2 separate regions of the Hermetia illucens genome follow, and region 2 is linked to region 1. A link is a contact called in public Hi-C data. All regions are on one chromosome and are shown on one strand. Each heading gives the region's core, a stretch centred on a gene start, on an enhancer-like site or on the middle of the called end of the contact. The rest is flanking DNA. Distances are from core to core; before and after follow the strand shown. Region 1 holds the start of LOC119649345. Region 2 holds the start of LOC119649927 (signal peptidase complex subunit 2).

Evidence for each region. Hi-C and Micro-C count contacts between places; a contact is called where the count stands out from the background.
Region 2: a contact with region 1 is called in a Hi-C map of whole body, with 5 times the contacts expected there. The contact joins the promoter of LOC119649927 here to the promoter of LOC119649345 in region 1. A contact is called at or near these places in 2 of 2 Hi-C or Micro-C datasets (an unstated tissue and whole body).

Annotation. Positions count from the first base shown.
Region 1 is chr2:54,841,618-54,846,451 of iHerIll2.2.curated.20191125, reverse strand. LOC119649345 reads left to right here and starts at 1,948. Exons shown (of 9, transcript XM_038051453.1): 1 at 1,948-2,064; 2 at 2,120-4,537. The coding sequence starts at 2,049.
Region 2 is chr2:54,975,310-54,980,143 of iHerIll2.2.curated.20191125, reverse strand. It overlaps LOC119649927 (signal peptidase complex subunit 2), which reads right to left and starts at 2,818. Exons shown (of 2, transcript XM_038052346.1): 1 at 2,665-2,818. The coding sequence starts at 2,712.

The sequences.
Region 1 (4,834 bases), core at 699-3,198:
GTTTCATTGCCTAAGGTTTGCTATGGAAAGGAGGAATCTGAATCAAGCGTTAGGCAGGAGCGTGGGCCTGCAGAACTTATTTGCCGAGATGTTGGCGTCGAAAGAGAACTGGCTTAAGGTTTCTTCTGCAATCATGTAAATACAGGAGGAGTTGATGAAGGAGGAAAGAAGGGTGAAAGCCGTAGGAGCAGAGGGACGAGTGCCTAAAAGCAAATTCTCCCGCGGATCTGGGGCTGGGCGTGTGGGTGCGAATCCCCCACACGCTCGCTCTACCTCCGACGTTTGTGCGGTCGAGCTGGAGCGGACGTGTCTTACTAAGATTTTCCATCTCCATCACTCTCTTGATGTTGGCATTTCGCTCTTCCCTGATAAACTTTCTTAAGGCTACTACTTAGGACGCAGGCATACTACCAGATAGGGATTACAATTACTTGCTGCCACTCCCTGCATCGTAAGCGACCTATTAAGATTCGCTGAGGACCTCTGAGGATGGTGTCCGAGCCCTTACAAACTCTGTTTGTTTTATTCTAGTAAGATCGTCTTCGTCCTTTTGACTAGAATATGGATGAGCTTCTGATATTGGCTTTCGTGTAGGACTCCAGTGGAATTCGACTGTTTCATTGGCCTCCGGTAACTGGTTTTCTTGTCAGCCCTTGCTCCTTAGTGGCCTTTCGACGTCGATAATTTCTGGGTAGGAGTATTGTGTCTGGTGTTCACTACGCTCAGTTGGATGACATTTTTTTCCAGGCTGGAAACCGCTAGTCCGTCTGCCGCTTTGCCATGAGGGCTCTCTTGTTGGCTCCGGCACAGCGGTACTCCGGCTGGCTCCGGCTGTACTGCCTTCAATGGCTACTGTCCCCTGGTTGGATGTTAAGTAGTTTGTTCCACGATGGTGTGTCCGGCGTCAAGACGTCTTCTTCTTCCATCGTCTTGGTTCACTGAGTAATCTTGGAAAAATGTCCTCCCTGGCTAATCCGGCTAGCAGAATAAGGGTCTTAATTGAAATTAAAGACACCCAAGTTATTAAGAGTTCCCACAATAGAAAAAACAACTCTCACTTGCTCATGCAGCCTTCTGCGTATACTGTTTCACATTGGCTTGAGGTACTACCAACACCTTTTACAGTGCAGGGAAGATGGTTCTCGGGTTGTTGCTTTGGTTTATTCCCGGCCTGATTTGCTTACCCCTAAAACATGAACAGAAAGCGAACAGATCCTTGTTGGTTGGATGAACGCACTCCCAGTCGAGAGCTTCACACTCTTGCCCTGTCCTGAGACGGGTTCTAACGGTCATATCTATCTAACTTTGTTAAAGTCCATATTCCGGGCCACAAGAAAACTCCAGACCAGAGAATCAATCCCTTTCTTCCATCTCTAGTCGGTTTTACCATTAATTCCGCAATTTCCGGCAGATCATCTCGCGTCTCCAAATTTCCGTATATAAGTTTTGAAAATTTAGAAAAATAAGGGACACCAGAGGGGGAGAGGATTCATTACAATAAAATATACAAATTCAACATAAACCTAACAGCACAATAGGATATGAAGTTTTAGACGTTCGATGTAATAAAATATCTTTTTTTTGGAAGCGGGAAGAATCGATATTTCGAAGAAATATTTATAATTTTCCTCTCATTTTGGGTTATTTAATGGAAACCTATGGTCAAATTTTGAAGCCGTATCATCTATTCAGTGAGTAAGTCCAGGTTCCGCTGAAAATATCTTTTTATTTTGCTATTTCTCGGCGTGGAGTTATAAGAAAAGTGAATTTTTAACGATAACCCTTCTTCATGATAAATTTAAATGACCGCCAGTGAGCATTACCCTGGATTTAAACCTATTTTCGTTTCGACATGTTCATCTGGTCCATTTCCATTGTTCTCCCATGTACCGGTTCTCAGCCCTGTCATGCCGGCGAAACGTCAACTGGGCCAGTGTCGTATTCGCGTTGTGACAAGTTAGTCACTGTGAGGTTGATTTGTGCACGTGCAGGTTTGAAAGTAAAACGCGGGATCTGTTCATCCTCACCAAAATCGTAAAATACGAATCATGTCGGCGGGAACAGGTACGTCCCATTAATTCAGGGTTTCTCAGATAATAATTTCGTAATAAACTTTCAGAACTGGAGGAATGGCTCAACAGGTCGGAAAAAACGTTTGGCGAGAATTTACAGTTTGGCATCAAAGTGTGCAAATCACTGGAGTTTGTGCCGCAAAACAAATATGAAATCGTTCTGAACTGGTTCGCGGACACCTTCCCAAGCAAGAAGGACGAAAAACTGGACATGGGCCTGCTGGTCGACTTGGTCGGAGTCACCTTCCCGCAGCATCTGGTGCTGGCTTCGATCAAGGAGAAGACGGTCCAGGCGGTCTATGAGTACGTGGCCGGACTCACTTCGGATCCAGGCTCCCGGGAACCCATCGATCTGCTCCTGAAGCTGAGCGACAACCAGTCCTTCCAGATATTCTACCGCGGCAACATGGACTGCTACTGCGAACTGCAACGCACGATCTTCAAGCGCTACACAGAGTACTTCCAGTCGAAAACGGATTTCTGCCCCAGCGCTGAGGCTGCCTTCTACGAGAAAGGAGTGACTGCGTTGAAGAACTTCCTCCGCAATCAGGGCACGGGCCAGAAAGTTTTCAGAACTAGAGTCCTGGAGGCTCTCATTGAATCCGCGCTCTACATGCTTTCCGAGAAAAGTTTCTACAGCGAAATAATGGAGATCTTCGTCCAAATATGCTTCGATAAAGTTGACTCGCTTTTGAGAACCGTTTACAGAGCTCCCCTGCATGTGTCCATGTATTGCTTGGATTTCATTGTCAACCACCACCGCGGAGAGAAGCAGGAACTGGCGCAGATAGTGCTGGCGTGCGAGAGGGACCAGTCCCCAGCGAAAGTAAAGCTGCTCCGGGCGGCGCACATGTTCGACCTGTTCCGGAAATATGACGTGGATTGCACTTTTGAAGTAGAAGAAAAGGAAAAGGCGGTGACAAGGCTGGCTGCCTACGTCGAAAAATGTTTCATTGAATATGCTTCGTCGAACAGGAAAGAGGTTCTCATTCTTATTTGCAGTGCTTTGAGGCTGAATCCCATGAGTCTGGAGAAGATCATGTTCCGAGTAACGATCGAGTTCATGCTTGCCCAGAAATCGGAGGATGATTGGCAACAATATGTGGAGTTCCTCATGCTCATCGTCGATGTGTTCAAGAAGCTCGGTCGCTCCGAAAAGTTGGTCCTGTATTTGTTGAAATCCTTGAAAGGTCAATTGGGAGTGAGTGGGCTGAGCAGCTCCTTGAAACGCAAATTAAAGAGCTCAGAAACAAGCGTCATTGATGAAGATCCAGCACACAACGAATTTGTGCGTATTTTGCGCGATCAATTTGCGGAATCCAAGGCTCCCAGTATGGCAAGGGGCGGAAAGTGGAAGTACATTGCTTTGGCTTGGCCACATGAGAGTGTCGGTCAACACTTTACTGAATTTGTGACAACGCTAATGTCGAAGCCGTCGCTTGTTCTGTGGAAAACTTTGGCTTTCTCACTAGGCGATAACGTTAAGGAACTCCGAAAGGCTCCTACAGATGAAAAGAACCTCGTCATCACTGACTTCACTTCTGCTTTACTTTGTCAATACTTGGCCGGCACGCGACTACCCGAACAGACTGACAAGTTCTGGAAGGAAATCCAGGCGACACGGGAAGTAATGCAAACACAACTCCAAAACTTTGGTGAAATGCTCCTTGAGCACGAGCACAACAACCGAACAATGGACACATTCTTGGAGATATGCCTGCACATTGGGCACTACGATTTGATCACGGCCTTTTACTGCCCAGAGTCTGTTACAATCGAAGCGCCGAATCTCCATGGATATCTCACCAAGGATCAGTGGGTTTCCCTCGAACAGCGGATAGTAAACTTCGGGAACAGCAGCACAAAGAACAACATCAATCAACTGCACCTGCAAAAGATGAAAATGAACATTCTCTACAACAAAAACAGGAACGCGGCCGTGGACGTCAACCGCTATCTTCTGAACCACACATTCGACGACGCCAAACTAGTCAAAGCACTATTTGAGGATTACAACTCCTTCTGGCTGACCAAATATCTGTCTACAACCGACAAACAGAAGATCTGCAATTTGCTTATTCCTGATGACGCCGCTTTCGACCTGAACCTTATACAAAATTTGCTGGAGGACCGTGATTTTTTGGAGCTTTCTATAATTCGACTTTACGAGCTCATTTCGGGCTGTTTCGATTCGAAGAAGTCTCTTGTAAAAATGGCGGGAAGTGAGACCTCAGTGGCACAAATTAGGGATTCGATTCAATCCAAACTGGAAAAGTATTCGATAAAGCACTGCGACGCGGAGCGACTGAAGCGGATTCTGCATTTCTTGGTGGATGCGGTTCCCATCGGTTTTTGTAGTGCCGCACTCAAACCTAAAGTGTTCTCGTTAAATTTGGCGTTGTATCGGGACAGTCTAGCGGTGAAAAACGCTGAAATAACTGATTTGTGCTTCGATGCATTTGGAAGTAAGTGAATTTTTGGAAATTATTTAGTACGTTCTCTTTAGATTGCTGGGCTTGGTAGTCCTGCCTGTTGAAAAGTTGGGATTGTCCGAATTTTCGATGTCCCCTAGCATTTTGTGTGCCATTTTTCGTGCAGGTTTTGTAGCATCGTAGCTTGACCATTTGGGGCTTCAAATATTGAAATTTATTCGAATTCTTCTTTTTCTTCAGCCTTTGTCCCGTTCACAAGCGGGGTCGGTTCGTCGAATGCCTGATCTGGGTGCAATCTCGAGGCTTTCAAATCCCCATCTAGCGTATCAA
Region 2 (4,834 bases), core at 1,569-4,068, 130 kb before region 1:
ATGACATTGTTAGAGAGGGCCTCATGACACCAATACCGCGACTCAGGGAGGTAGCAGTGGTAGAATAAATTTCCTTCTCAAGGTATTTGGAAGCGAATAATGAGGAGGAGGCATCGTTAAGGATTGGTCTGACAATCCCTTTAAAGAGTTTGAGAGCTTCTCTAGGGTGGAGTCCCCGCTGGTCTGGTAAAATTTATGGTCCTAGTTTCCTCCTTGGCCTTATCCGAAATGTGCTCCGTGCTCCGAGAGAGACCGTGATGATTCTTCCCAGGAAAGTGATTGATTTTTTTATGCTCAAGATAGACGTTATTGATATTGGGCTTGAATACATCGAGCCGGGAATGATCAAAAGCAATGGCGCATGACATCTCCAGCTTGACGTCAAGTTTCAGGAAGTTGCACTGATTTATGAAGAGATCCGCCTGTAGTCGAAGAGTGTTTTCTGCACCCTGCCGGGAATCCCCAGAGGCTATAATTGGGAAGTCATCAGTATATTGGAAAGTTTCCACTTTGTTGGGTCAATTCGTGTGGAGAGAAGTTGTACTTCGGGGAACATGATGACCCTGCATGGTAAACATCCCTTATCGCCTTATTCATAGGATGATATCAGATGGAAAATTCATATGCCATGCCAGTCATGATTGCTATGAGGAGGGACAGGTCCATCCTCTCGTACGCTTTACTGATATCCATGGATAGGCCAAGAACATGTTTTTTTGTAGTTTTTCTCAATGGCGTTGTGAGGTAGAAAGTGATTGAGATAGGAGGAAGCAGTATCTCCTATAAGCAAAGCTTTCCCCTAGGAGCAGGCGGAGACCGCTAAGAGCAAGGACAAACCTGGATTTAACCATGGCATCCGTTAATTTACAGAAAAGAGATTTACCCTTTACGCCCTCACGCGAGTCATCTGGTGGATTCTGAGTTAGTCGTACATCATTTAAGGCTTCCAGAAAAACTTCTCGTGGTGGTTGTTTCAGCAACTGGACATAGGTAGATGATCCCATCCGTGCCTGGCGCATAGCGCTTTTTGTGTCTTTAAAGAACCTGCTGGAATTCTTGCAGAGAAAAAGAGAGACGAGGGAGATTGCCTGAGCTAAGGAGAAGGATACAGAGCCATTCTTATAGTGACCTTTTATAAGGTTCAGAAACTGAAACTTAGTGCCGTCCCAAGCATCGAGGTGCGCCTTTAGATCCTGAAATAGCCAGTTAATCTGATTCCAGAAATCTTTAGAAGATTTGCAATCTGAGAGGCTCATTCGTGTGCTATGCCAGGATTTTCTCTTGGCCTCCCTCGGAACCAATTATTTCTTGCTTCGATATAGGTTTTGAAGTTTTCCTGATTCGCTATTGTTCTAAAATTACTGAAGGCTTGTTTTGCCCGGAAAAGAGGTTTCAGGTCTGCAGACCACCAGTATCTCTGAACTGATCCCCTACCATTAGACTTGAAAGTGAAAAGAGTGACGTGGTTTATAATAACTACAGCTACTTTTTAATGATGTGATGGGTGATGTTGGAGAGTCTCAGTCTCAGGCATCGTTCAACATTGCCTTTGCATAATTTTGAGGTGTGGCCTAGTTACTCGCATTTGAAAAATTTTCTAGGTTTAGATGTGAAGTACTCCACTGGCACCGCCCTACCAGAACGGATCCGTGAAAGGCTAGTTTTACAATTGTGGAGTGGATGAATTCTTGGGGGTTATCAGGGTTTCTTCTGTTCAGTCTCGTATCCCTGGCAAGTTTGAGCATCACTCAGGACCTAGAGTGAAAACTATAGGCACTCTTTAATGATACCGAACCCGCATACAAAGTTTTTTGGAATGAATTGTTTTAGAAGCAGGGCATTGATCTTTTGTGTTTTGGGCAAAGGAATTCGCGCGAACTGCTCTGTCAAACAGCACTTTCACACGGGGTATTCTTTCTTCTGGTGTTGGCTTTTGGGAGCTTGTGGTTTATTTCCTTAAATCTGCCCCTTTCTACGTTCTCTTTGGGCAAGTTTATTTTTCGGTCTCCCGTTGGTGCAATCCGTTCTTTGAGGGACGAAGAGATTCAATCCAACTTCATCCGTTCCTCCGTCCTGTGAGCTTCTCCAGGAGGGAGGCATTTCGTGTGGGAAAGCAGCCACAGACTCCACCGGTTAGAACCTGCGGGTGTCGCCGCTGAATACGCTTAGGACGGAAAGAAAAGTGGCTCGGCGCAGTTAGGGGAAACGAGGAGAAGATAGGGGCGTTGAATACAAAGCGGTAAAGCCACCTGTACCTAGGATCGAAAGCAGAGTGTGGACGAGCAAAGAGAAAACTGAAAATCAAAGTACTTGGAGCACAATAAAACAAGAGAAGCAACACTGAGGTACCGTTTTTGCAGCTGTAGACGATAAAGGACATCACAATCACCCATGTTTCAACTCGATTTCCGAGTTGCGAGGTTGCTTTTGCAGTGGAACAATATCCCTTTCTTACAACTATTCACATGATTTCATTAAGCCACTAATTTGTGCATAACAAGGATTTAAATAAAGAATAATTTGACAAATCGGCAAACCGAATCGTCCCAAGCACTGACTGACGTGTCCAACTTTCGAGTGTGGGATTGTTCCCGGAACGTAAACATTCGAAAATCCTCGTATATAAATAAGATTCGAAATAATTTTAAATCACAAAATGCATACCTCATTTTCACGAGCGTTTTTGTCATCTTTCTTTGTTTTTGTCGACATTTTACTTGAAGAAAAACCCCAAACTTTGCTGTTACTTGACAACTCGACACGAAAACGAGGCACCGCAAAATTTGATTGACGTTGGATTATTTCGATTCTGCGGTTCCAATTGTCAAAGTAGTGTTCCAGTTCAAGCGTTCCAAGTGTGAAATGATTTTTTATCACCCTATACAATTTCGAATGGCGCGAATATTCATTTAAAATAGACTCAACTGGTTGCTAACAGATCATGTACAGGAAGGACTTTGTGGTCAAGCAATTTTGAAAGGAACAGGTATAATTTGAACTTTTTGAATTTTAACTACTGACAGACAGACAGTCTGTCACACGAACTTTTCTCTGAAACGGCTATACTGATTGACATTTGGTGAGAAGGTGGGAACTGTGAACGACCAGGGATGCAGTGAGTGATATCCTTCTACGTTAAGGTTAAGGGGGAGGTCCCCATACATGCAAAAGGGGGATGTAAATTTTTTTTTCGCAGAGTATAGCTATATTGGTTATCAAATGAAAGGTCTCGATTAGTACTACTCGGAGCCGGTCTTAGCTTTGAGATTTGTTAGAAAGGCAGGGTGTGGGAGGGATGGAAAATGATGATTTCTTTAACGGACTCATTCTCAGAAACTACAAAACCGAAGAATCTGAAACAAATAATGAAGCTGCCTCTATATGGTGCCCAGGCCTCAAATCTGTTCAAATTAAGTTAATAATAGTTTATTACCATATTTTTGGGAAAATTGAGTAAAAATCCCCCTTAAGTTTATCCCAGGGTGATAACAGCTGGCAGTAGTATAGAATATAATATGAAGCATATTATCCCCGAGTTCGATAAAAATCATACTAGTACTAACAAAGTTACAGTAGCTGGAAGTTGACTCTACCGTGAAATTTAATGCAACTAAATATCAATATCACACTAAAATAAGTAGTCTGACATGTTAAATGCATATACATAACGGGCAAAACAAACAAAACAAAAGAAGCAAACAAAACCTTTCATACCTGAAGCGCCCAGCTTCCGGATTCCCGACTTGTTTCTTGCGGTGATTGAAGAAATTCTATCAGGTCACATTTTTTTTTTAATATGAGAGTAACTCTTTACCTACGCTCATTGTCAATGTCGATTCTGTATTCCGTTTTCTTGTGTTTTGTGAACTAATGTGGTTTTATTTTTGATAAAATATTTTGTAGAATATTTAAAAATAAATTTTGATATTTATTGATTATGGGGAACACCCGGTTCAATAGGTCACTTAATCCGTATGGGTGAGAATAACCCAGTCCGAAAAGTCTGGAGGGAGAAAATCTACGGTAGAGGAAGAAGACATGCAGACCCTGCCTCAGGTGGAACGATGGCGTAGGCCAGGACGACGACCAGCTTTTAGGGATATCGAATTGGTGGATCTTGGCGCAAAACCGGGATGTTTAGAATTCTTTACTAAGGTAGGCCTAGATTGAATACCAGTTGTTGCGCCGTTGATGATGATGAATACCATATTCGAAAATCCTTCCACATCCCGCAAGTCCAGGTAGACAAGTGCAAGTTGCTTATATAATGAAGATTTCTTTATGAAGGATGAAAATGACGATAAGATAAAATGTCATATTTCATCATCATCAACGGCGCAACAGCCAGTATTCGGTCTAGACCTGCCTTAATAAGGAAATCCAGACACACCGGTTTTGCGCCGAGGATCAGCAATTCGATATCCCCAAAAATTCTTCGGAGGATTCTTCTCTCGAACGTGCCAAGAGTTCGCAGTTTTTTTTGCTAAGAACAAGAGTTTCCTTGGAATATACTGGTAAGATCACAGTCTTGTACAGTAAGAGCTTTGACCCTATGGTGAGACGTTTCGAGCGAAACAGTTTTTGTATGCTGAAATAGGCTCTGTTGGCTGCTAACAACCATGCGCGGATTTCATCGTCATAGCTGTTATCGGTTGTGATTTTCGATCCTAGATAGGAGAAATTTTCAACGGTCTCAAAGTTGTAGTCTACTATCTTCATTGTCTTCGTTTGACCAGTGTGATTCGATGTTGTTCATTCTTTTGGTTTTGGCGCTGATGTTGCCACTATGTACTTCGTCTTACCTTCATTAATGTGCAGCCCAAGATCTCGCGCC